2 separate regions of the Muntiacus reevesi genome follow, and region 1 is linked to region 2. The links are chromatin contacts, called in public Hi-C maps. All regions are on one chromosome and are shown on one strand. The core of a region is the stretch at or near the end of the contact, and the rest is flanking DNA. Distances in the headings are between cores, read along the strand shown. Region 1 holds the start of NUDT17 (nudix hydrolase 17). Region 2 holds the start of HJV (hemojuvelin BMP co-receptor).

Region 1 (3,537 bases), core at 140-2,639, 140 kb after region 2:
CATGGGATTGGGGACTCCAAACCACCCACACTCCATCAGTTCCCCTGTGGTCAAGGCAAGTAGGGCTGTTCTGTGGGCTTTGGTGGGTTAGTAGTTATTATGTGCTCTTGGTTAGATAGGAAGGAACCTCTCCCAGGCCCGTCTCACCTCCCATAACCCCAGAGGGACCCAGGAGAACTGGCCCTGGGGCAGCTGGAGTCCACTTTCCTCCCAAAGCTCTCGAAGCCCCCCATCCAGCAGCTGGAGGGTGAGAGGATAGGAGGTCAGAGAGGCCAGTGCCTGGCTCCTACAAGTCCGGTGTTTGCCCTTCCCCCAGCCCACACTCCAGCCTGGTCCCAGACAGGGTCTCTCCTTCAGCAGAGGGTGCAGGTTGGCTGGGTTGATTGGTTACCTCTTCATCAGGTTCCACATGCCCACCTGCAACAACAGTGGGACCAGTAGGTGAAAGGTAGTGTTCCTGTCCAGGGACCCCCCACTCACTACGCTTGCCCCCTCCTCCAGAGGACACAGGTGCAGTTGTAGCCCCTTGTGGTTCGGGGACCTGCCACACTTCTGGGCCTACTTCTGTCATTCTGACACTGGGAAGAGCACTGTGGGGGTAGAGGCAGACTTCTTTCCTGGACATTGGCCTTCTCCGGTCACTCACCTGGCGGTACCCAGAGGTTGGGCGAAACTTTGAGGGTGCTTGTCCTTCGCGTCAACAAGACAGTCTGATCGCTGGACTGCAGAATGACCGCCACACCCAGATCCACACCTCGACCACTCGGGGGCAGCTCGACCCCCGGAGCCCTGGGCTGTTGGTCCAGGGCCGCAAAAGGGCAGAAAGGGGGTCGCTGGCGGGAGGGAGCCACTGGGGTTAACATCGCAGAAGAGACAAGGAACTGGAGGAGCCCGAGGCAGGTGACCGGCCCAGGCCTCTCGCCTCCAGCTCCCCCCGCTCCCGGTTCCTTCCTTCGGCCCTTCACCCGCCCCATCGCCTCCCCTCCGCCCCACCTGGAGCGGAAGCCTGGCCGACGCGCCTGGGAAAGGCTTGTCCGAGAGGACCAGTTGTCCGCGCTTCAGGCCGCAGTGCGTGGGCCACGGCCCGAGCCCCGACCCGGCGCCCAGGAGGCCGCACACACTCTGCGCGAAGCTCACCGACTCCGGGCGCCCAGAGAGGAATAGCAGCACCCGTGCCGCCGCCATCACGGGCTCCGGCGCGCTGGGCGCCCTCTGGTGGCCCAGCAGCGCTTCCCCTCCGAGCCTTCCTCTGGCTCGGAAGGAAGCCGGGCTTCCGGAACGGCCCAGGGGGAAATTTAGGGAAGAGCCTTGGGGATGATCCAGGAGTGTAATAAATAAATGACAAAGCGGAACGCCTCTAAATCCTCAGCTCCTTTTGTCCTCCCATCTTCTGTTTAGGAAAATGATCCCCAGACTGATTCCTGGACTCATGTGTCATTTCCTAGTCAAGGGTGGAACTATGTTAAGTATCTCTCCGGGGCACTCTGCACACCTGTGCTAGCAGGTAACACCTCGGATTAATTACATCTATCTCTTAGCCAGACACCCAGGAAACATTCTTGACACCTTCTCTTTCTTTTCACTCAAATGGCAGCCAAGTCCACCAGATTCTACCTCCTTAAATGTTCTCAAATCCGTGTCTTAATCTCCAGCCTCCAGTGCCCTAGTTCAAGTCTTCCTCATATTCTGCCTGAGATATTATTACAAGTCTGTAAGTAATCCATCCTAAAGGAAATCAGCCCTGAATGTTCTTTGGAAGGACTGATGCTGAAGCTGACACTCCAATACTTTGGCCACCTGATGCAAAGAACTGATTCATTTGAAAAGACCCTGATGCTGGGAAAAATTGAAGGCAGGAGAAGGGGACGACAGGGGATGAGACGGTTGGATGGCATCACCGACTCAGTGGACATGAGTTTGGGTAAACTCTGGGAGTTGGTGACGGCAGGGAGGCCTGGCATGCAGCAGTCCGTGGGGTCAGAGTCGGACATGACTGAGTGACTGAACTGAAATAGTCCTGCCCCCACCAATTCATTCTCTACAGTTCAGAGCGATCTTCCCAAAATACAAGTCTGCTCATTTTGCTTCTCAGCGCTCTCAAGATAAGCTAAGCTACTTACCACAGCATAGCAAGCGCCCACCAGTCCTTGCTCCTGCCTGTCAATTCTGGCAGGACTTATGCCGTTTTCTAGTCATATCCTATTTGTGGTTCCCCTAAGAAACACTCTACTTCCCTCTGGGGTCTTTCCCCCTTTCACCTGGTAAATCCCTATCTTTCAAAATACAGATTGTGTCACTTCTCTTTGCTTCCTTTCTTGCCTAACCCTTTCCCCCTTTACTTTTATACTACAGTCCCCCAACACATCCTTGAACTTATTTGTCTTCTTTCATTACGCTTGTGTGCTCGAGGCTATTCATCATTGCATCCTAGTACTGGGGACGTAACTTGTGCTGAAAAATGATGGTAAGTGTCTTGAAGGCAGAGATGGTATTGTATTAAGAGTTATCTTTGTATATTGTATCTACAGTTAATTGGCATTCCAATGTTTAATGAATTAGGACTAACACTGGTAGGAACAAACTGAAGTGATTATGAAACAACACCTAACTGCTTTAAATGAAATGAAGCTGCTGGGACAAATTATACCAACTAGAATAGTCATCTATCCACAGTACTGAGAGAGGGAAGTTACAATCGCCAGTTTTTAGGAATAATGGTGAAGAGAAAGGCAGTGATTTATTGAGTGCTTATCATATGCCAAGCACTGTGCTAAGTGTTTCACACACATAATTTCAGATGTGTTAGAAGCCCAGAGCTGGCAAATGTGACATTTATCCATAGATTCTAGTATGGCTGCTTGGGCCAATCCACCAGCTAGCCCTAAAAATAGCTTTTATCCCCCTCTCCGTGGTAGTCTTTCACATTCTCTACACTGTGTGTGTGTTTAATATTACAGTTTAACAAAATAAAGAGCAGGTGCAGCTTTTTGAAAATGGAATAAAAAGCTTAGGAAGAAGTTCTTCTCATTGTCAGAGATGTTCAAACACAGCTTTAGCTGTGTTCTCGGTGGGAACTGATGCATCTAACAGATGATTAATCTAGTTGATTTAAGGTTCTTTCTCCTGCCAAGATTTGATGAGGGTAGAATATAATGATGGTTCTAAAACAGGATTAGCAAACTTAAAAAAAAGACAGGTCACACTCTTTCTGGTGTACTCTGGGTGGTAGGGAGAGGGAATGTCAGTACAGAATCTGGATCCTCTCCTACTCCTTTATTCTTCCTTCCAATTCCCTCAGATCTTTGGAGGAAAACTTTTCTTCTGGGTCACTGTCTCTTCATGGTGCTCTCGATGTATGACTCCAGCAGGAAGATGGTTTCATCCACCTGGATCTCACAGGCATCCAACCTGAATGAAAAAAATGAGAGCATTTGTCCATACTGAACATTTATCAGCACATTTAAGATTAGAGGCTGGACTGGTTACCCTCGAAAGTACTGGGCAGAAAGCAGGAGAACCAATAGCTCATTCTCCCAT
Region 2 (4,127 bases), core at 392-2,891:
CAGTGAAGAACTGATACTTTTGAATTGTGGTGCTGGAGAAGGCTCTTCCCCTAGACTGCAAGGAAATCAAACCAGTCCATCCTAAAGGAAATCAATCCTGAATATTCATCAGAAGGTCTGATACTGAAGCTGAAGCTCCAATACTTTGGCCACCTGATGTGAAGAGCTGACTCATTGGAAAAGACCTTGACGCTGGGAAAGATTGAAGGCAAAAGGAGAAGTGGGCAACAGAGGAAGAGATGGTTAGACAGCAATACCGACTCAATGGACATGAATTTGAGCAAACTCCAGGAGATACTGAAGGACAGGGAAGCCCGGCATTCTGCAGTCCGTGGGATCACAAAGAGTCAGACACAACTTAGCGACTGAACACCACCACCACCTAGAATACTTTCAGAATAACAATACCAATTCTACCACCAATAATATGACTACTTAAAATATCTTTGCACTTCTTTTTGTCCTTAAAAGTATATACCACTTGGGATGTCACAGTCAAATTATTGATTTTAAATCACTTGGATTGTTTGGGTGGGGTCATTTTACATTTCTGTAATAAAACCCTTGTGATATGGCTTAATGTGGTGAAGAGAAAAAAAATTTCAGATCTGGATGTATAAAAAAGAGAAGAATACTCTGTGGACTTCTGGATTCTGAACTAAGTGTAGAGCAAATTAGTGCACATGCCTTAGTGACACTATTTGAAATCAGTCCTTGTGTTAATTTCACTTGGCAAGTACTAAGAAATGATGATACCTGATGCCTATGGCTGCAAAAATACAACGTGGCTAAATTCCTTGGTTGCAGTCTCTTAAAAGGTCACAAGATTATGTTACTCCACAAAAGTATCTTTCTGAATCTCTTTTTCTCTCACTTTATCTAAGTTCCTCTCCCCTTCAAAAAATTGTATCCCCATTCTTTCTTTCCCTCATTGACTTTGCTGGCCTCCTCCCTCAGCAACTCAGAAGCTTATGTGTTTGTGTGTATACCTGCAAAGAGGAGCTGCTATATAAATAAGGTAATGAAGATGAAGGCGGTTGGGGAATAGACAGCTGCAAGGATCTGAGCTGGTAGACTGAAACAAACACTCATCCTAAACAACTCAGAGCTCAGATTTCTTCTCTAGACAGCTGGCTTTTTAAGTCCTTCTGAAATACTCTACAAAGATGGGGGAGGGGCTGTGAACTACCTCTGCTATGGACCTTATTTAAAGTCAGCTACCTCCTAGATATGTTCTGTAGAAACTAAATGCAATATTCAATATGGCAGGGATGAGGGTGGTGAGCTAAAGGTATACAGTTGTCCATTCTAATTTTTAAAGGCCTGAGGGCTTTTAAATTATTGACAGTGCTGGAGGGCTGCTTGGAGTAGGCAGGGACTAGAATCATATAAGCTCAAACTGGATATCTGATTTACTGGTCATATTTCTATCCTTGTTGTGCCACTTGGCACCCTATACTCCATATTCTTTCTAATCCTCCTACCCTCTCCACCCTCCCCACTCCCTTGCCAATACTCCAACGCGCTACCCCCATCAACACTCCTGGAATTTTGGACTTAGCTATTTTTAAAACAGTCAACTCAGTAGCCACCTCCCTCCCCCGCTCAGCTGTCCAGTACTCCGGCCAGCCATCTAGTCCCCCTTCCCCCCACACCAGACCTTCTCTGGTTCCCTGACCTCAGTGAGACTGCAGCCGGTCTGGGGACCTAGGGGAGACATGGAGAAAGAGACGGGGGATCCCCTGGCTGGAGCTGACTGATACAGTAGACAGTCATGGCTGGAGAATTGGATATCAGACTAATGTTTGACCTCTGGAAACAGTAAGTCAAAATTAAATTGCAATTCCTTTAAAAAGCTTCTAAATTAAAGTTAGAATCTCATAAAATTATGACATCAACTTGGATGTCTCTGGTGCAAATCTAGGATCTCTTCCATACCAAGGTGCCCCAGTCGCCATTTCTCCTTCTGTCTTAAGTTTTCTGGCCTCTGGTCACTAGAAGTTTAAACCTCCATCTCTCTTCTGGGAGTCTTAGCTCTCTCCTCCTGTTACCTCAAGACTTCTGATGAAGTCTCCTTCTTTAGTAGAAGTTTCCTACAGCTCCTATTCTGTGGTTTTCTCACCAAGGCCAAATTTAGCTTCAGATGATTAGTCACTGATACCCTCTATCTTGTTCCTACTTTTCAGTGCCCTTCACATTGGGCTTCCAAGGGTGGGGATTACTCCTTGTTGTAAATGATTTCTCCCTACATCTCTAGTCCCATCATCCTATTCTCCCTCCTGCATGACTCTCCCTCAGTCATATCCCTAACTCCAGAGAGAGTAGTTTGGCAAGAAGGAGTTAGCCCCTCCCCAAGCCTTGTCCTCATCAAAAGACTGACTTCTAAACTTGCAAAGTTAAGATCGATGGAAAGGTAAGATCAATGGAAAGAGTGGTTCTTCAGTCAGATTTGAAGAAATGTTGACTCATGAAGAAGAAATGTTGACTCATAACAAATATTGATTTGCATGCTTGGTTTGCATCCATTGTTCCATGAGACAGAGGGATAATTTTAGCTCTCTACAGTAGATGAAAGAGACTGGTTCCCTTTTCATTTGAATACTGATTCCAGAGATGGGATGTGTATCCCACCCTTACTCCTCCTTACTGAAAATTCTGACACAAAGGAGGAAAATCAATGAATGACCTCTGGAGGGTGTCCCCTCCTGATTAGGAAGAGCAAATAAGAGGTAGTCTCTGATATATTTTCAGATCCTAATTCTGTTGGGGAGCCCACTGGTATGACTGAGATCTGATCTATCCACATGATTCCTCTTTTTGACATTTCTGCTGTTTGGTAGCTCAGTATGGGGCAATACAGTGGACTCTGCCCCCCGAGTCCACTCAACTTTTCTTCCACCCCCACCTAGGGGTATTGCATAAGGGGCCTGAAAGTGGTCACAAAAGCAGGGCACAGAGGCTTAACAGCTTCATGTTTAGTTCAGGGAGTCTCATTTCCCCTAAACTCCAGTTAGCTCATTCTTTTCTTGATCTTCCCAGATTCTCTTCACATCATTCTGAACAATCTTCAACTCTTCTCTTCCCCATGCCCAGCCACATTTCTTTTTTCAGTCCCTTACAGGACGTCCGGTCAAAATTCACTAGGTAGGAGGGTCATCAGCTGGAAAGAACCGGAACCTGGGGGGACCTGGCTGGATAGGTATGGGGGACCCAGGCCAGTCCCCTAGTCCCTGGTCCCCCCATGGCAGTCCCCCAACTCTAAGCATTCTCACTCTCCTGCTGCTCCTCTGTGGACATGGTAAGGAAGGGTTAGGTAAGGCTTTGGGGGGTCTAGGGGGTAGGCTGCAATGTAGGGGTGGGCATGTGAGCTTGGGTGAATGAGATGAGATGGGTGCTGAGGGGTCCCAGTCACTTGCCCCACTCTCAGATAGGTATATTTTATTCACCATTCAACTTGGGGAAGGGCACTGGGAAAGCCCTTGATCCACAGGCAGAAGAGATCTAGCAGGGCTTACCCATCTTTAGCAAGACTGAATGAGGACAAGACTAGGAAGCTGGGGGCTGGCGGCTGGGGATTAGGAACTGGGGGAGGCTCTCAGCTGGGTTTTAGGATCTGCTGCTATCCCCCCATGAGACCTGGGAGAATTATGGTTGAGGTTGAGCGGGCATCTGGGGACCAGCTCACACTCCTCTCTCCCTTCCTCCCTCAGCTTATTCTCAATGCAAGATCCTCCGCTGCAATGCTGAGTATGTATCTTCCACTCTGAGCCTTAGAGGTGGGGGTTCACCAGGAGCCCTTCGAGGAGGAGGCCGGGGTGGAGGGGTGGGCTCCAGCGGCCTCTGCCGAGCCCTCCGCTCCTACGCGCTCTGCACTCGGCGCACGGCCCGCACCTGCCGCGGGGACCTCGCCTTCCATTCTGCTGTGCACGGCATCGAAGACCTGATGATTCAGCACAACTGCTCCCGCCAGGGCCCCACGGCCCCTCCCCCACCCCGGGGCCCCGTCTTTCCTGGCGCAGGCCCGACCCGCGCCTCTGGCTCCCCAGCCCCAGACCCCTGTGACTATGAAGGCCGGTTTTCCCGACTGCACCGACAGCCCCCAGGCTTCTTGCACTGCGCCTCCTTCG

The links. A called contact is a pair of places that touch in the nucleus more often than the background predicts.
Region 1: a contact with region 2 is called in a Hi-C map of blood, with 3 times the contacts expected there. The contact joins the promoter of NUDT17 here to the promoter of HJV in region 2. A contact is called at or near these places in 2 of 3 Hi-C or Micro-C datasets (blood and muscle).

What each region holds. Positions count from the first base shown.
Region 1 is chr1:84,009,848-84,013,384 of mMunRee1.1, forward strand. It overlaps NUDT17 (nudix hydrolase 17), which reads right to left and starts at 1,390. Exons shown (of 8, transcript XM_065905472.1): 1 at 994-1,390; 2 at 647-794; 3 at 392-417; 4 at 148-240. The coding sequence starts at 1,185. It overlaps POLR3C (RNA polymerase III subunit C), which reads right to left. Exons shown (of 15, transcript XM_065905584.1): 15 at 2,287-3,408. The coding sequence ends at 3,327.
Region 2 is chr1:83,865,748-83,869,874 of mMunRee1.1, forward strand. HJV (hemojuvelin BMP co-receptor) reads left to right here and starts at 1,642. Exons shown (of 4, transcript XM_065905257.1): 1 at 1,642-1,821; 2 at 3,094-3,298; 3 at 3,711-4,127. The coding sequence starts at 3,202. All of the region lies in intron 3 of LOC136146412 (a long non-coding RNA gene), which reads right to left.